Regions from separate parts of the Sus scrofa genome. Here region 2 is linked to region 1. A link is a contact called in public Hi-C data. All regions are on one chromosome and are shown on one strand. Each heading gives the region's core, a stretch centred on a gene start, on an enhancer-like site or on the middle of the called end of the contact. The rest is flanking DNA. Distances are from core to core; before and after follow the strand shown.

The links. A called contact is a pair of places that touch in the nucleus more often than the background predicts.
Region 2: a Hi-C map of skeletal muscle shows a contact between it and region 1, with 11 times the contacts expected there. The contact joins two enhancer-like sites. A contact is called at or near these places in 4 of 47 Hi-C or Micro-C datasets (embryonic fibroblasts, heart right ventricle, skeletal muscle and 1 more) and 1 of 2 datasets of contacts at active chromatin or transcription factors (skeletal muscle).

Annotation. Positions count from the first base shown.
Region 1 is chr15:93,599,400-93,606,453 of Sscrofa11.1, forward strand. No RefSeq gene overlaps it. Among named protein-coding and RNA genes, the nearest start is that of COL3A1, 46 kb to the left of the region's middle. Within about 2 kb of position 3,947, at least 13 of the 83 cell types and tissues checked have an H3K27ac peak or open chromatin away from gene starts, as enhancers often do. A contact at or near this core is called in skeletal muscle, where this site is marked.
Region 2 is chr15:93,889,616-93,896,669 of Sscrofa11.1, forward strand. It overlaps a transcript of COL5A2 not described here. Among named protein-coding and RNA genes, the nearest start is that of WDR75, 88 kb to the right of the region's middle. Within about 2 kb of position 3,641, at least 18 of the 83 cell types and tissues checked have an H3K27ac peak or open chromatin away from gene starts, as enhancers often do. A contact at or near this core is called in skeletal muscle, where this site is marked.

The DNA.
Region 1 (7,054 bases), core at 2,697-5,196:
GAAGAACCGGAAGAGACAGCAGGGTGGCATGTTTTTTTTTTGTTTTTTTTGTTTTTTTTAAATCTTAACAGAATTTTTTTTTCTTGTTTTTAGGGCTGCACTTGAGTGATATGGAAATTCCCAGGCTAGGGGTAGAATCAGAGCTGTAGCTGCTGGCCTAAGCTGTAGCCATAGCAACATAGGATCTGGGTTACAACTGAAACCTACACCACAGCTCAAGGCAATGGCATATTGTTAACCCACTGAGCAAGGCCAGGGATCATGGATACTAGTCAGGTTCTTAACGTGCTGAGCCACAACGGGAATTCCAGAAATATCTTTAATGATGGCTAATTGATAGTGGCCTACTAGATGGACTCTTTTAAATGGGTTGCCTGTGGCTGCTTCATTTAATTTTTTTTTAAGGGCCGAATCTGAGGCACATGAAAGTTCCCGGGGTAGACATCAAATTGGAGCTGCAGCTGCCAGTCTACACCACAGTCACAGCAACCCAGGATCTGAGGTGCATCTGCAACATACAACACTGCACATGGCAATGTCAGATACTAAACCCACTGAGCAAGGCCAGTGATTGAACCCACATAATTATGGATGTTAGTCAGGCTCATTACCCTTGAGCTACTGCAGTAACTGCCCATTGAATATTTTATAAGCAAAAAAAATTTTTTTAATGATAAAAATCCAGTGCAGGTGAAAGGAGAGCTTAGTTGAACAACTGCACAGGCCATAGGACTTTCACCCAATTGCCAAACAATGAGTTCATAGTGCTAGCATCTCGAATGAAGAAGGTCAGTGCTCTGGATGTTGTCCCCTGCAATAACAACATAACTAATGGGCAGTTACCATAGGACAAACATTGATCTGGTCACTTTAAACATTGATCTCATTCACTTTAATCCTGTGAGGTGCTATTATCTTCATGTTAACCAACTTGATCATAAAATGTTTATTGAACATCTCATGTGTACCAATCATTGAGAAGATAGCTTAGCTGAAGTGAATTTCCTCACTAATACCTGGCCATCCCTTTTCTATCTCCTTCATCTTCCTCTATCCAAGTCATTAGAGTAAATTAGTCACTTTAAAAATCTAATTTTTCTCCCTTAACAATCTTATCTAATTCCACAATTTTAGTCATCACTTTCACTGAAGATAACTTATAAATCTACATCTGCATTTCATGAAACTAAAGACTCATATATTCTATGTTCTAATTAAAATTCCCACTAAAGTTTTCAAATATTTTTCATGAATTAAGCAATATGGTAGTCTTGAGGATCATTCCAAGCTGAGGGATATTCTTGGTGTACTCAAAGAAACAGCAAAGGTAGCATATTTGGAGCAGAGTTAGCACATGGAAGTGTAGTACAAGAAAAGACTACAGAAAGAATGAGAGACAGACTGTATGGTATCATATAGGGAGGAAACCATAGGTCCAGGTTTTCCGAGGAAAACCCCAGTTTATGCATGTTTATTTAATGTCTCAAAACATTTAAAATTTTAGAACTCTCATAAGTATCCTGATTTGATGATATTATATGATCACCCTACTTTTATTTCGTTGCCATGAGGATTTTTGCCTTTGTTCTCAGTGAGATGAGGAACCATTGAGCAAATGGATGACACGATCTTGCTTAATGGTCTTAGAATGTTGCTGTGACTGCTCTTTTGAGATAATAGCATATTGGAACAGAATCTATTAAAACAGTTCAGAGTCCACTGCAATACTTTGGTGAAGGTAGCCTCCACCTGGATGGTAATAGTGGAAGTGATGAAAAGTAATCAGGTTATGGATATACTTTGAATAGAGAGGCAGTGGAAAGTGCTAACAAATTGGAGATACGGTCTAAAAGAATGAGGTGCCAAACATGAATCCAAATGTTTTGGCCTGATTAACTGGAAGAACAGTCACAAGTAGCTGAGATGGAGGAGACTGTCAAGGTAAAAGATTTTGAAGTGCTAAAAGATTTAACAAGACTGGGCACGTTAAATTTAGAATGAATCTATCATCTAAGAATCAATCATCTAAGTAGACTTGCTGAGTTGGAAGTTAGAAATCTGGAGGTCAGAAGAGAGGTCCAATTTAGGGAAATAAATTTAGGAATTTTAGCATATGTGTAGACTTTATATCCATGGAAATAGATCAATCATCAAAAGATTGAGTTTTGAAAGAAAGGAGAAATTGCATAAGAACTGAACTCTGGGATAGTTGAATATTTTACAGGTTGGAGAAGTGAAAAAGAAGCAGATAAGGAGATGAAGTAGAAATGATGGGAAATCAGGAAATTGTAGTGACCTAGACATTATGTGAATAAAAATGTGGTTTAAATTTGAGAATTATAGCATATCTAGAGGATAAGGAAGCTTAAGATTGATGTATTCCAAGGCCACTAATTACATATTTTAAAAAGTGAGCTCAAGGATTTACCTGGTGGCTAAGTGGGTTAACGATCTGGTGCTGTCACTGCTGTGGCTTGGGTCACTGCTGTAGCAATGTTTGACCTGGCTTGGGGATTTTTGCATGCTGCACGTGCAGCAAAAAATAAAATAAAATAAAAAATAAAAAGTAAGATCATGTGAGTTTATATTAATTTTCCTATACATATAGATGTCAAATACTGATGTAATTAAATCTTCTAATTCACAGTTCTCACCTTATCTCTTTCTTGATGGAGAATGGAATAGAACTCTCTTTACCTTCAAACTGGTATCTAAGCAAAAATTATTTCACTCGTAAAATTTATTTTATGTCTTGGGGGTAAAATTTTTGCAGTCATTATAACATTTTTGTAAAATGGAGATAAGTAAGACAAAAATTATTTCTCACATCAGTGAACCCTTCTTTAAAGTCTTCTTTGAATATGACATAATTCTGACAAAACACATGTACAATTCTGTATAGTGCTTATTTCATTTAACACAATACCATTTTTATCCATGAATTTTTTATTTTGATAATAATTAGGAAAAATATAGAGAAAAAAATTAAAGGAATGGCACCAAGGTTAGAAATAACACCAAAGTGACTGTACTGTTATCTAGTTTATACTAAAATTATACTTGTCTGAGTTCTGTCTTAGAGGAATGTCTTTATTTTTAAAAGTGAGTCATAAACTGTGAAAAATATTTTCCTTTCAGACATAACTCTCCATTGAGTCATAACTCACTAAGTGAGCTTGATACAACATTGGTGAAAATATTTCATGTGACAGAGCATACATGAAACCTCTCACCAAATTGTATGTTTCCCACTTTACCACACCCAAAGTTGTCAGAAATTGTCGAAGAATCACTTTTGACTCAATGCCATAAAGGAAAAAAGATTAAGATCCATAGCCAGTATTTTTTTAAACAAATTCTTGTCTGATAATTTTTGCTTCCCCTTCTTCTTTTCACCTCTTTAAATCTTGTTCAAAAAGTATTTCCCTTTAGACTCCTGAGTGTTTTCACTAAAATACATAGAATGACTTGACATCTTTTTAACCACATTTGTCATGACATTTATTAACAGAAGGCCACCCTATGTAGTCCATAAAAGTTATAAATGGGAATTACTGTATTTCATGCCAGTTTAGTGTTAATGGGAAAGCAACTATATGTTTGTTGGAATTTTGAAAATGAGACATTTCACAATTAAATAAAAGGGAGAAAAAAATTAAAATATTTAACTTCTGTCTTAGATTAGGTTCCCTGGAAACATACTCTACGATGGCGACTTATGTATGGAAGATTTATTGGGCATCAGCTCAGGAGATACTGAAAGCCAAGCTTGGACAGAAAGAGAAGATGACCCACATGCAGTTGACACGGAGGCTTCTGGCAATCCTCCAAGAAGCTCTGGCGCCAAGATGGCCTTTCTGAATTGTTGTAATTCACAGTAAGAAGGATGGGTCTGTGTATCCTTCACTCAGATACTCGCTGACTCTGGGCCAGAACCTGGAAGGAATGGAGAGTAGGGGAAACTTCTGTAAGGCAGTCTTGGCAACTGAAGGAATCTTCAGTGAGGGACATGGCCGTGAGCCCTCCGTAATAGGAGCTGATAGGTCAACACTCTGGCTCTGAAGAGATAACATGGCTGGAACAACACATTATCTACTACAAGCTCCGATTCCACTCTCACACTCCGCCAAACACTCTAGGGAAATATAACACATGATTCCTCTCTGTTAGGAATGTGTTGTCTAGAATAGATCATTTGAACCCATATGAAATGGTACAAAAGCCTTCAAGATGAACAATTAAGTGCTAAATTGTGCTCTGTCAACCGTGCAAGATCTAGGTAGTAGAGTAGAAAATGAATTGGCCAGTGATGATTATACTGTCATAACATTCTTCTTTAAGAAAATTAAACTTGAGTTGTACAGTAAAGGAGTATGATTTTGGTAAACTGGAGCAAATGAAAGCTACTTTAGAGTAAGAAACCAAAAAAAAAAAAAAAAAGGAGAATTAGAAACAGGAATGATTATTCCACGGTCATGGGATGGTGACAAATCCGGGCTACCTAAATCTATTTATATCAACTCAACGACATTATTGAGCAATTATTAATGCAAAGCTCAGAACTACATGCTCAAAAAGATTTGAGCAATAGAACGAGATTCCACAAAATTTAGAAACCAACATGTCACAGGACTCAAAGTAATAAGTTGTATTAGAAAGTTAGAAAGGAGTTCCCTGGTGGCCTAGCAGGTGGGGATTTGTGGCTCAAGTTCCATCCCTGTCCCGGGAACTTCTGCATGCCATGGATGTCGCCAAAACAAAGAAAGAAAGAATGATATAAGTCACTTAGAGAGGCACAAGAATGGAACCATCATGCCTCTTTGGAGGCATTCAGGAAAGGTTATGTGAAGTATATTTGGCAATTTATATTAGCCCAGTTTCAGCTGAAGCATGGGTTTCATGTAGTGGTGTTAGAGTCTGCACCAAAGAGCTTAGAATAGCAAGGTGACAGATTTTTGTCTTTTTTTTTTCTAATCTACATTTCATGGAGATCCATCAAAAGAATGATATTAAATATTGGCAGGCTGTTGCTCAAGGGGAGCACAAGTTCAAGGGAAGTATAGTGAAACAGAATCAGGTTTATAGGCAATAAAGAATGAATACATTCTTCTATAATGAACCTGTTGCAGGATAAAGAAGGATGAGTCTTCATTTTAGGGAAGAAAAGGATGAGACTAAAGAGACTTGGCAAGGACACAGAGAACTTTTTTTTTTTTTTTTTTTTTCAAAGACTAGACCGAGGGAAGAGTCACAGGGTGTAGACATACTTACTGAGGAAATTAGGTTAAGAGGGGAAAATGGGGACAGCAAAAGGAGGACATCAGAAGTCATGCAGGAGATGTTTCTATTTAACACAGAAGAACTCAGTGGAAAGTTGCGCAACTTCAGTCTTCCGCAGAGCTTTCTACGTGGCAGTTCACCATGACAGTGATTCATTTGGAAGGGTGGTTCAACATGATAAAATGTGTGACTGATTGGAGAATACCAGGTCAGGGGCGGCTAAGTAGATTTGGAAAGTATCCTTATACAGATGGTCGATGAAATCATCTGGCTCCAGAATGAAATTATTAGGGAGCAGAACTTCCAAAGAAAAGGGCAAAAGGACAGCATGATGTGACTGTGATGAGAAGGAAGAAAGCATCACAGAGTCTGGTTGGCATCCTGGAGTTTTCAATGGTTTAGGAAAAGGAGGCTTTAATTTTGAGGGCTAAGGTTGGGATTAACTCAAGAGTTATGAGGGCATAGAGGAAACTAAACAGAATGAGGGTTATCATTTGTGATTTTGATAAAAACAATTTGGATCTGATTTTCAAATTTCACCTTGAATTTAAACCACCTGGAAACTGTCCCCCATGGAGGCAGCAGGAGCACAGATTTGAAGGCGCAAAGACTGCCACTGCCTGCAAGAATCCACAGAAAACAGCATTAATTCTGCAAAGAAACGTGTCTGATGTTTCAGGGAGGGACTTGGACAGCAGCTTCCTATCTGAATCTTTAGGGCTTACATTTTGACTACAGCTGTCCTCAATTTCTGTTGCATTTTTCTCATTAAAGTGACTAACAGATGTGGTCGTTCTTTATCCCCAGCTGCCTTTCATTATAAGATCAATCTCATAACAGTTCCAGCTGGTGGGAAAATTGTTCACAATGCAGATCTACCTTCCTCTATTTATTTACACTTTGATCCACGTTTTTTTTACCTCATGTGGGCATAGCCCAAACTCTTCTAATATTAATGGAATTAACCGTCGTTGTTTATATGCATAGGTTTTTGGTATGCCCTCCTTAAAATGTGAAATTTAAGTTCCTAGATAAAAATGAATGTAATCTTCATGTTTTTGGTTTAACTTGGATGATAGTCTCATGGTAAGGAATCAATGTGAATTAAGTACCATTTATGTGTATTGGTGGTATCAAAATAAAATCCAGCAGAGAATTAAAAGTACAAGTTATATAGGATCATGCTCAATTAGTAAAATTTTATCTTTAGGGTTTCTTATTATATATAACATTCTCATTGGTATCTTTGCTCAGATTTATTTTCAACCAGAATTTTCATCTTTCTTCATATTTCCTTCTCTTGATCTTCTTGAGTTTAGTGTAAAAATGAGAATAAGAACTGCATTCTTGCATCAAAGGAGGCTTCAGTCAATCTTTTCCAAAGTTCACGGTTACATTTAGCAACCAAGGTTCAGGATCCTATAACTGAAAAATAATATTCCTAATAATAGGAACATGATTTTCCTCTTTCTCTCTTTTCCCCTAAATATTGGTGTTTCTGGGTGATCTGTTCTGGCTCACTGCTCTCCTTTGACATCCTTCTTGAGTGACCTCATTCCCACCCCAAGCTCTAATAGCTTCTCGATGTGATGGCTCTCATATTTTTAGGTCTACTCCCCAACTTATCCCCTGAGAGATGCTCCACAAATACATCAATTACAACCTCAGACTATTTTGTTCTCTATCTCCCATACTGTAAATGTCGTCATCTTCCATTCAGCTACCTAAAAAGTGAGAAACTGGAGAATAATCCTAAATTTCTCACTTCCTTACC
Region 2 (7,054 bases), core at 2,391-4,890, 290 kb after region 1:
TAGTGGCTGTACCAGTTTACATTCCCACCAACAGTGCAGGAGGGTTCTCTTTTCTCCACAGCACTTGTTATTTGTGGATTTATTAATGATGGCCATTCTGACTGGTGTGAGGTGGTATCTCATGGTAGTTTTGATTTGCATTTCTCTTATAAACAATCAGTGATGTTGAGCATTTTTTCATGAACAAACATTATTTCTTACAGTTCTTCAGGCTGAGAAATCCAAGATCAAGGCACCAGCAGATCCAGGGTCTGATGAGGATTCACTTCCTGCCTTGGAGATAGCCACCTTTTTTCTGTATCCTTTCCTGGCCAGGAGCAGAGACAGGAAGCATGCTCTCTCATGTCTCTTCTTACAAAGACATTAATCCCTTATAAGAAGGGTTCCACCCTCATGAACCAATCACCTTCCAAAGGCCCCATCTCTAAATGCCATTATACTGAGGATTAGGATTCCAACATATGAATGTTGGGAGAACACAAACATTCAGTCCATAGTAGGAATACACTCAAGAGAACTGAAGACATAAGTTTAGATAAAAACTTATACATAAATGCTCATAGAAGTATTATTTATAACACCCAAAAAGTAAAAAAAAAAAAAAAAAAACTGATAAGAAGGCACACACAAAAGGCCAGATTGTATGATTCCATTTATATTGTCTGTTTAGAATAGGCAAATCCACAGAGACAGAAAGTGTATTAGCAGTTGCCAGGGTCTGGAGGAATAGAGGGAAAATGCGGAATGAATGCTAATGATAAGGAGGTTACCAAAATGCTCTAGAATAATATATTGCTGATGGTTGCAGAACCTTGTGACTATACTAAAAAGTATAATTTTAGTATAATTATATACTAAATTATATATATATATAATTATATACTAAATTATATTATATATATATATATAATTTAGTATAATTTAATTTAAAAAGATGAATTTTCTGCTATGTGAATAATTTCTCAATAAATAAAAAGAAATGAATAGACAAGACACAAACTAGGAGAAAATGTTCAGAAAACATTTATCTGATAAAGGACTTACATAATATAAAGAGAATTTTTGACCAAAAAAGTATGTATGTATAAATATTAATATATATATTCATATAGACATGTAAATGCCATTACATTATATAATGAATATATATATATGTAATATAATGGACTTTACATTATATTACATATATATAAGAGAGAGAGAGAAAAAAATGAGTAAAGGAACTGAAGGTACACCTCATAAAGGAAGATATATAAATGGTCAATAAAACACACAAAAAGTTCTTCATATCATTAGTAATCAGAGAAACTCAAATAAAAGTCACAATGTGATGTTTTAATCCCACTCAAGTAGTTAAAATCAAAAAGACTAATAATACCAAAAGATGACAAAGATGTAGGACATTTGAAACTCCATGCACTGCTGATAAGATTGTAACATCATACAGCCACATTATAAGAAATTGCCAAACAACTTGCCAAAGTCCTATGATGCAGTGACCCCCACATCTAGATATTACCCAAGATGTAAACACATATACAGGAGTTCCCATGATGGCGCAGTGTAAACGAATCTGACTAGGAACCATGAGGTTGCAGGTTCAATCTCTGGCCTCACTCAGTGGGTTAAGGATCCAGTGTTGCCGTGAGCTGTGGTGTACGTCACAGACATGACTCGGATCTGGCGTTGCTGTGGCTCTGGCGTAGGCTGGTGGCAACAGCTCTGATTAGACCCCTAGGCTGAGAACCTCCGTATGCCACAGGTGAGGGCCTCAAAAGACAAAAAAAAAAAAAAAGACAAAAATAAAAATAAAAATAAAAACATATCCACAAAATGACAATCACATGAATGTTTTACCACCCTTATTTATAATAGCCAAAATCTGAAACAATGCAAACCTATCATGAAGAGAATAAAACAAACAGTGGTGATGTTGAGCATTTTTTCATGTGCCTGTTGGCCATCTGTATATCTTCCTTGGAGAAATGTCTATTCATGGACTTGGAGAATAGACTGTGGTTGCCAAGGGGGAGGAGGAGGGAGTGGGATGGTTTGGGAGCTTGGGGTTAATAGATGCAAACTATTGCCTTTGGAATGGATTAGCAATGAGATCCTGCTGTATAGCACTGGGAACTATATCTAGTCACTTATGATGGAGCATGATAATGTGAGAAAAAAGAATGTATACATGTATGTATAACTGGGCCACCATGCTGTATAGTAGAAAAAAATAACGTATTTGAGAAATAATATAAAAAAAAAAAACAGTGGTACACTTACATGATGGATGCTGCTTAGCAACTAAAAGGAATGAACAATTGATATACACAACAATGTGTATGAATCTTCAAAACAAGTTGGGTCAAAGACACCAAAGCCAAGAGAGTACACACTATATAATTCAATTTATTTGAAGTACAAGAACATGCAAAGCTAATCTACACTATCTGGTATTTGGAAGAGGTAGGAAAAAGACTAGGAAGGAGCACAGGGAAGCTTTCTGGGTGATGGAAATGTTCTGTATGTTGATTTGGGTGATGATTACACAAAGTTGAAAAACTTCTGAACTGTACACTTAAGATTTTCACATGTTAAGTAAAGTACACCTCTATTTTAAGAATTAAATAAAGATAGGAAAAAAGTCTAAACAATAAATCAATTTAGAAATTATTCACATTCCATTAAATATCAAAGAATCTGGATTCAGGATTAATTTATGGATTAAGGCTTAGGTACTCTTTTTTTCTGGCCTACTTTCTGGTCAGTGCTTCACATTGATAACTATGTTTATGATATATGCATTTGTGTCTGTATTTTGCCAAACTGAAATATCAGTATTTAAACTATACTAAATAACCCCCTCATGCAAACATGCACACACAGAAATAATCCTTTCTGGCAGCATTATGAAATGTTTTTTGACATCCCTCTTTTAATTAAATAAACCATATGTCTCCAATTATCAGTACTATAAGCTTTCAAAATTATGGGAGTAATCTAAATACTTTCTTCAAAAAATTGAACATACAGAGAAAGCTTAGATTAGAATCATGATTTTTATCTATTTTAAGAGACTAGAAGAGCAGAAGGGGTTACAATCTCATCATATTATGCAACTCTTCTGCTCCAATATATCAAAAACTTGATGAACCAAGGTCATGCAGGACAGCTGAGAAGGAATCAAAGTAAACAATGTACCTTGTCGCCAAGAAAGCCTGCCAATGTGAGATTAGAACTCTCCATCCTAACAAAAAAAAGCATCTTTGGAAAGTTCCTACAACATTTTATGACTCATAGATATTCCCAGAGGTTCCTGTTTCCATTCTGCAGTAGACAGTGTTTGAAGACGTGCAGTTCTCGTCAACTGTTGTTCTTAGGCAACTTGGCTAAAATATCTGTTTAAAAAACATTTGTTGGAAAGATGATATGTTTGGATGTTTTCATCTTTTTAAACCAAATTCCAGATTTTAAATTTGTTTAACTCTTAATTCGATGTTAACATAAAGACTGGCCTAAGAAGAATCACTATGTTACATAATATCTATTGTGAACTCAGCAATTTTCCCATTTGAAAACTCCAAACCAGAGGGTATATATTCTTGGCATAGCCCCCCCTGCATATCCTTCCAAACTGCCTCCAGATCCCTGGCTCCGTATTCAATAGTTCTGGCTCTGATCTTGGCCACCCAGTTCAGTATCTCACCTTGGCTTCCACTTTGACCAAAACTGCCAAGTCACCTCCCAGCCCACCAGGACTTGATTCCTGGCTATTCTCCACTTTTGTCTAACCCCAGTTCTCGCTTTCCATTCTAAGTATTGAACAATACTCCTGAGCTCTTTTCTCTACATACTCTTTTAATTTAACTGTACTTCGCTCATTTACAGATTAGCAGTCTTCACCTCCAAGGCCTATTCTCTACTCTTAGCTGGCTCCTCCACTTTCTCTTCTTTTCTCCCCAAAGTACCAAACAATAAACCACCTAGTTCTAAATAGCATCCAAAATCCATACATGGTCTTATTGGTTTGTTTCCTGACAATATGATGATATGAACATGAAAGAAGGCATAATATTATAAAATGTTTTAGCATTATCCCAATAAGTGTTATTCCTTCATTTAATAGGCATGTTAATGGAGGGCGACCTGATCTCTCTTGACTCCTTAAGTGACTCATCGCTGCTCCACTCCCTAGTTCAGTCCTTCATCTCTCCTTTACTCTTGGCATTTCCCACACACATGCTTCCTTTGAAAAGGCAGTTCTTCTCCCAGATCCACACTCATCCCTCCCTTGATTCTGTTGTGGATCAGACTCTACACAGATGTGGCAAACTGGGTCCAGCCCAAACACATGTTCAGTTTGACTTACATAGCATTTTAGACTTTTTTCAGTTAGTTGACAACATTTAAAAATTGGAAGAGTAAGCCTAAAAGTAGAAATTTCTAAAGGAAATGAACAAAGGATACCAACAGTATATCTGCCCTCCCATCTTCATTGCAGCATTATTCACAATAACCAAAATATGTAAACAACTCAATGGATGAGTGGATAAGAACATGTGGGATAGATAGATAGATACATAGATACATAGATAGATAGATAACCAGATATACACACACACAGAGTGGAATATTATTCAGCCATGAGAAAGACAGGAATCCTGCCATTTGCTAAAACATGGAAGGATCTTACAGGCATTATGCTAAGAGATATAAGCCAGACAGAAAAAGACAAATACTCCATGGTATGCTTGTATGTGGAATCTTTAAAAATAAAGGATTAAACTCATAGAAACATAGAACAGAAAAGTGGTCATCAGGGGCTGGTGGATGGGGGAAATAGGGAGACGTTGGTAAAAGGGTACAAACTTTCAGCTACATGGTGAATCTAATGTGTAACAATTAGATTGGTAAGATGGCACAAACTTTCAGCTATAAGATTGATAAAACTTTATTGTATAATTAAAATTTGCTAAGAGAGTAGAACTTAAATGTTCTCACCAAAAAAGATGAACGTGAGGTGACACGTGTGTTAATTAGCTATACGGATGGGGGAATCCTTTCACAATATATATGTGTATCAAATCACCGCAATGTACACTTTAAATACCTTCAATTGGAGTTCCCATCATGGCTCAGTGGTTAACGAATCGGACTAGGAACCATGAGGTTGCAGGTTCGATCCATGGCCTTGCTCAGTGAGTTAAGGATCTGGCGTTGCCGTGAGCTGTGGTGTAGGTTGCAGACACGGTTCGGATCCCACGTTGCTGTGGCTCTGGTGTAAGCAGCAGCTACAGCTCTGATTGGACCCCTAGCCTGGGAACTCCCATATGCCGTGGGAGCAGCCCTAGAAAAGGCAAAAAGACCAAAATAAAATAAAATCAATATCTCTCATCCTACAGGGTATCTATCCACATGGCCTTCAATCATTAAGTCTAGAGTGAACATCTTGAAAGCATGGCAACTAGGCTCCAAAAGGCAAGGACAAGGAAACTGCAGGCCCCTTAACGATGATACAAAGGCCCTGAAGGCCTGGACTAGAACATGCCTGAATGTCACTTTTGCCACATTGTATTAGTTAAAGCAAGTCAAAAGTACAGCCCATTTCCAAGAGGAGGGAAAATAAACTTCATTTCTTATTGTGAAAAACAGCATACATGTAGAGGCAGGTGAGGTATTGATGCACCCATCTTTGGAGACTACCAAAGAATTTAGTAAGGGATAAAAGTAAAACAATGATGACAGTCAAGCATTAGAATTATGGTATGAATAAAATAAAGGTATGAACAAGAGAAATATGAAAGGAGCAGCAGGCAGAAATATTTCTCATAAGAAACATGGAACTAAAACAGTTGTTTCAACTATGACACATAAACTGAGATATTTGAAATAAGTGGTTTTTAAAAATTAGACATTAGAAATGAGTTAAGCATTAACTACAACTACATGAAGAAAATGAATAAGAAGTGAAACACTCCAAATAGAGGCAAGATTGTGGAATAGAGAGGTATGGAGCACAATGAGAGCCAGAAAATGCAAGCACTGCGGTATTAGTGGAGCAAGGCTATTTGTGGATGGACAGGCAGGCTTTCTGTCAGGCAGCTGTACATAAAGATCTGAAGCTTTTTGAAGAGGTCTAGACTAGAGATAATGGATTTGGGAGTCTTCAGAACATAAATGGTGCCAGAAAGACAGAATATGGTAGGTTGAAATAGGGTGGTATGGAAGAGAAAATATAGTGAGAAGGGCATAGGACCAGGAACAGAGCTCTGGAAATCACCAATATTTAAGATTTTGCACAGGAGACATGAGAAATAACAATAGGAGGAGTAGGATGATAATTTATTAGAGAAGTATATAAGAAGAAAGAGGGAGTTTTCAGGAAAAAAGGAATAGTCAACAGTGTCGACTGTCACAGAATATGACCAAGAAAAGCCAAAAAGTGTTGAATCTGGCAATCTGGAGGTCCTTGGTGAATTCAAGAGTTGTTTCAATAGAAAGGGAGCACAAACTAGATTATAGGGTGTTTAACAGCAAAGAGGTGAGAAAGTAGAATAACGCTGTGGATAGAAGGAGGAAATGTTGACTGAGCTAAAACAAAGATGATACTAACGCATTAACTTATGTCATTACCTTACATTACTATATATTAATAAGTGCTAGCTGACCAAATGTGACTGAATGAATAAATACGCAGTATAGTGAAATAATTCACTTTCATAGAAAGTCAACAAGTTCTCTAACACTGCCTCTTTCAAATCAAAGTTCTCAGCATGATATGTTAATATAACTCATGATTAGCTCAAAGAAATCCTAGATTAATCACTTCATTTATGCTCATTTCTTGCCAAATGCTAATAAATGCCTGCACTAGATACAAGTAAAATCATGAGCAACTAAGGCAGCTTGAGGCAAAAGAAAGAACATCAGATTCAGTTCTGCTCCAGGTTTCTAACCATTCACTTGTATGACCTTGCACAAGTCCCTTCATCTCTCCTGGTCTTGGTTTGCTTTCTGTATTATGGAGTATGAACAGATAAGGGATAAGAGATAAGAA